2 separate regions of the Danio rerio genome follow, and region 1 is linked to region 2. A link is a contact called in public Micro-C data. All regions are on one chromosome and are shown on one strand. Each heading gives the region's core, a stretch centred on a gene start, on an enhancer-like site or on the middle of the called end of the contact. The rest is flanking DNA. Distances are from core to core; before and after follow the strand shown. Region 1 has its middle 22 kb from the start of smad3b. Region 2 holds the start of smad6b (SMAD family member 6b).

Evidence for each region. A called contact is a pair of places that touch in the nucleus more often than the background predicts.
Region 1: a contact with region 2 is called in a Micro-C map of caudal fin, with 8 times the contacts expected there. The contact joins the enhancer-like site here to the promoter of smad6b in region 2. A contact is called at or near these places in 1 of 18 Hi-C or Micro-C datasets (caudal fin) and 1 of 4 datasets of contacts at active chromatin or transcription factors (embryo).

The regions. Positions count from the first base shown.
Region 1 is chr18:21,136,837-21,139,540 of GRCz12tu, reverse strand. No RefSeq gene overlaps it. Among named protein-coding and RNA genes, the nearest start is that of smad3b, 22 kb to the left of the region's middle. Within about 2 kb of position 1,355, at least 18 of the 62 cell types and tissues checked have an H3K27ac peak or open chromatin away from gene starts, as enhancers often do. A contact at or near this core is called in caudal fin, where this site is marked.
Region 2 is chr18:21,033,642-21,036,555 of GRCz12tu, reverse strand. It overlaps smad6b (SMAD family member 6b), which reads right to left and starts at 1,288. Exons shown (of 4, transcript NM_001045051.2): 1 at 1-1,288. The coding sequence starts at 582.

The sequences.
Region 1 (2,704 bases), core at 106-2,605, 100 kb before region 2:
TTTAACATCTATTATTTCATGGTAAATTTCTGTAACCTAACGTCCATTATTTTACAGTAAATTTCTGCAATCTAATGACCATTATTTTACAGTAAATTTCTGTAACCTAATGTCCATTATTATACAGTAAATTTCTGTAATCTAACGTCTATTATTTTACAGTTAATTTTTGTAATGTAACGTCCATTATTTTATGGTTAATTTTTGTAATTTAACATCCATTATTTTACGATAAATTTCCATAATTTTAGATCTGTTATTTCATGGTAAATTTCTGTAATTTAACATCTGCTGTTTTACAGTAAGCTTCAGTAATTTAACATTGGTTATTTTACGGTAAATGTCTGTAATTTAACATCCATTATTTTCCTTTTTTCTGGCACCCCTGCTGTTGCAAAAAAAAAAAAAAAAAAAAAAAAAGTAAAATAACAGAATTTTTTGACCTTGATGTCAAAGCAACATCAAATCGACATCTAACATTATTATCAAAAATCGACTGATGCATTTTTTATGGTGTTTTTTTTTTTCATGCCAATGTTAGATGTCAATTTGATGTAGTTTTTATATTAATGTAGTCAATTGAGATGAAATCAATGTGCATGTTTGATAAATTTTACTGGCACATATGATTATGTTGCATCCCGCTAAAAACAAAGACATAAAATTTTTCCTAAAGCCAAACTAAACTAAAAATGAATACATAAAAACCATTCAAAGTAATTAGAATAGCTCTACACGATATGGAAAAAACAGATCCAATTTTATATACTGACTGCGTGAACTGCAAAACCACCAGAAGGTGGGGTTGAAATCTCCAAGCAGGATCCTTGAGCTCAAGTTCTACATGCATGCCTTCAAAAGAGGGAGCTGTGGTTCTCTTCTAATGTGTGACAGCTACGAAACCTCTCTGATGTGATGTGATGTGTGTGTTAGACTACAACTCACAATAAACACACAAGACGGACAGAGTGCCACCTCAGCACTATTCTGCATGCTTTAAATCTTCATCTGCATAACAAAAAAGTCCTACTGTCCTACATAAATACATACTTGCAGAGCCAAATCTGCATGACGGCTCAATCTTTCAAAAAGCCACAAATGAGCAATTGAAACACACGAGACCCGTAAGAGAACACGAGAGACAAAATACAGCACTCTTTGCAAACGACGCGAGGGCAAGGTTTGCTTTTTATGGTTTCAGCTGGTTTAAACATTCCATTAGTTTCTTTTGATGAGATGGCATTTCAGCGCTTGTTTTTCCTCTCTGAGAGCGAGTCTCACACTGAATGTAGACCATTTTAAGAGGCTTATCCGCTTTCTTCCTCCAACCGCCCTTGAACTCCACACATATGTTTCTGATAGACCTCAGCACTCCTACTCAGCCTCTCATTCAGAAAGAAATGGAGGGGTGGGGGGAAGAAAAAAAAAAGTTTTCCAGTGAAACACTAAACAGTTTATTTTCTCTGTGTCGTTCTCTGGGGCAGCTTTAAAGACTGCTCAATCACACGCTGATGTGCTCTCTCGGTCACACCGATAAACAAACCAATGATTTAACTCTCCTCAAGGTCTCTCCATTCATATTTTGTTCCTCTTCTCCGCCTCATTTTTTCACTTTTGAAAAAGCGGAGCACGCAAAAGGTCTGAATGTAGTTTCTATTAACGCGGTGTAAGCTCAAAAATAAATCTTTTTATCAGCAGCACATTTCATACATGCATTTGTGCACAGTGCTGCACAGAAATGTGAGAGTCAAAAGTTTAGACACACTTGACTCAATTTATGTTTCACATGATATTAAAACCTTGAGATTTAAAGTGAAAATACTTGAAATTAATTTGCTGCATATGAACTGAATGTGTTGATTTCTGAAATATGAGAATATGTGTGTTTGCTATTTAAAATAGCAAAAAGTAGCTATTTATTTACATTTCTAAAATAATAATAATGATTTACGAATGATATTCTTCAAAAAAATTATATTTTTATTAATTAATTTATTTGAATGATGAAGAATAAGTATGATGGGTTTTCCCAATGTTTTTAAACTGTCTATAATGCTTCCTATATGTTTCTAAAATTACTGTTTGTATGTGTTCAAATTATGCACCTTACTTTTGACAATGTATTTAAAACTATATTTTCAATTGTTCAGTTTATTACATTATTGTTAATATATACAATTGAAGTCAGAATTATTAGCCCCCCTGAATCATTGTATTATTACTGTTTAACAAAGAGAAGATTTATTCAACACATTTCTGCACATAATAGTTTTATTTATAATAACTGATTTAATTTATCTTTGTCATGATGACAGTATTATATTTAATTAGATATTTTTCAAGACACTTCTATACAGCTTAAAGTGATATTTAAAGGCTTAACAAGGTTAATTAGGTTAACTTGGTAGGTTTGAGTAATTAGGCAAGTTATTGTATAACGATGGTTTCTTCTGTAGACTATCGAAAAAATATATAGCTTGAAGGGGCTGATAATTTTGTCCTTAAAATGGTGTTTAAAAATTAATAAATGTTTTAGTTCTAGCCAAAATAAAACAAATAAGACTTTTTCCAGAAGATAAAATATTATCAGACATACTGTGAAAATTTCCTTGCTCTGTTAAACACCATTTGAAAAATATATAAAAAAAAAAATTCAAAGGGGTTAATAATTCTGACTTCAACTGTATATATAACAATACAACAA
Region 2 (2,914 bases), core at 39-2,538:
GTCGCTCGGCATCCCGCCTGACTCCACAGCTTCCAACAAAGTATCCAAGGTTTTCTCCTTTAGCCTTTTTAATAGTGAATAGGTGGCGGTCTTGAGCTCCTGCTCCATGACGGAGCGAGGTTTCGACTCCTGGCTCTCCAGAGGACCGGGGTCCCGTGAAGAGCCAATGTTCCTCAGCACAAACTGGCACGAGCCTGGCTCCGGACTTCTAGATCCAGAATGATGGTCCCGATCTTTGAATAAACAGCAAGTGACTGTTCTACAATCGCTGTCCTGCACAGACCGAGGGCTTCCCACCGTACATACCGTACCCCCATCTTGGTCCAAAAAGCCCCCTGAGGTGCCACCGCCGCTGCTCTCAGCGGGATTCCTCGTACACACTTCCCCATAGTCCACGCTAGGCGACCCGCTCGGGGTCATCGGTCTGAACTCCGTCTTGGGAATTTTCTCTGGGTTGGTGCCAAGCAGATCGTCTCGAGACCCCTCGCCGCTTTTGCCATATCCATCGCCCCCCTCTTTATCTGGAATCAAACGGCTTCTCCAGAGTCGCCGCACAAGACCTGAGCGTTTCGTCCTGAACATACGACAACTTGAAACTCTAGATGAGTTATTTACGTTCAGATCTCAGCGATTTGAAACTATTTCTGAGCTCGTGCAACATTAATGTTGGCCGAATGCCGTGCAGCGCGTGCACAGCCGAGCACCGTATATCGGTGGCAAAGCCACAACATTAGTTTGGAAGGCACAATGCTATATTGCATTAAAAACAGAAATCGTCAAACTACCGCATAGCGAAACGCATTCATTTTACAAGAACGCTGTCAAGAAGCCTACATGTGAACCATGTTTGGAAAGTGGACCAAGAGTCCGATGATGTTTTTTTCCAGATTTAAAATGCACTACGGGTTTTAACTACATCAAATAAATGTGATGTCAAAAAACCCCAGGCGAAAATCTACTCTAGTCGCGCGCTCTTAAATGTTTTCGGACTTTGAAACACGTTCAAATCCACTCTTCAACAGCGGGTCTGGAGACATGAATGAAGCTGCTCCTCGGCGAATTAAATCCACAGACAATTCCTTGCAGAATTCACTATTCCGGTTGTTTTTCCACAATTCCAGCGCGCTCTCTTTTTTGCGATCCAAAAATATCCTTGTGCGCGCGCCGGGGCCAGAAAAGGAACAATCCGTAGACTTATAATGTGCTCCTGGTTCCGTGTTCAGACCTGGTCAAACTGCAACCCAGATATCTCTCTCTTTCTCCGTTTCTCTCCCTTTTTCCTTTTTTTCTCCCCCTGTCACACACATACACACACACATACGCACACACACAGGGCCCCCGAGGAGAGCGATGGAGCCATTGGCTGACTACCATCATGTGCTAGTCTAGACACTTTGGCGGCTCTGAGCTGCACTGATTGTTGCGCAAACAAGGTTTCAAGTTTCTTAACTCTTAAAGGCATAACATCCATCTATTTCTTTTTTCTTCATATATCCTAACTAAGATAATTGTTTATTCCAAGCAAAGAAAAAAAAACTTCGCGTAAATTACAACCAATGTAAAAATCTGATGCTATTTAACAAACATTTTCAAGATGATGATGTTAATGCAACTTTACTGCGGTCATAACTTTATGTTAAGTGTTGTGCAATTTATTTTTATTCTTAAAAATGCAAAATAACAATAATACGTAATATGCATGAGCAAAAAAATAAGTTATACTACATAGTAAAAACCCCTTTATAGATTCCTCCAGAAAGTTTTAATTTTTATTTTGTGGCATCTTATTTCAAGTAGTTTTCAGCTTTATACTGACACCTATAGGTCCGGATGCATGACGATTATGTGTATATTTTATGGTCAATGAAATGTTCTGGAAAAAATATGAATTTGAAAAGAGAAACTTTGCAGTATATTGACTGTTAATATAGACCATTTTGAAGGATGTAAACAAAAACAACGGTCCCAATGTGTTTCTTGTTTTAAAATTTTCATTTAGCTTCCGAGAATCCAAAAAGAGCCACATTTTAATCAATAATGTTATGATTTTATGTTATGACTGTTTCAACAATAAGTTATGATTAAATTGCTTCTTATTGCAGTCATGAAATAGTTTGATAACAAGCAAAAATGTTCATGGGCCAATGGCATGACCACATTGAAATGGTCTACAGAATGGTCTCAGAACAAAATCACTAGGACAAAATAGTCTCAACATGAAATGGCAACTTGCTGTAGAAAAAAACAGCTTTCTAAGAATATTCAATTTTACTTTAGTTTAAAAATTTTAAATTTTCAATAAATCTGTTTCTTCCTGACTATTCATTGTCTATACACACATTGTCTATATATATATTTTTTATATATATATATATATATATATATATATATATATATATATATATATATATATATATATATATATATATATATATTTATATATATATATATATATATATATATATATATATATATATATATATATATATATATATATATATATATATATATATATATATATTATTTGTAATATTAATTAATTGCATTTTTTTACTTGTTCAGACTACTTAATTAAAATGAGCTGAAATAACACAATTATTGAGATTTTATTAGGACAACTTAATTTTTTTGTTCAATCCACATAAATTTGCTAAGTGTTAAGTTGTCTTAATCAATTTGTGTTGGGACAACATGAATTAATTGTATTGAACCCTGCCTTTTTTACAGTGCATCATATATCACATATAGAGCTCCCGCTAATAAACTATGCATTACCTTTACTTCTCATGCTTGTGAACATACTTATAAACGGTTTTACTTATTTTCTACATGTGCATCTGTAACTGCAATCTATTTAGATACCTGACAAAAACATGTGGATCCGATTCTGAAATAGTTTTTGTTATTGCATGAT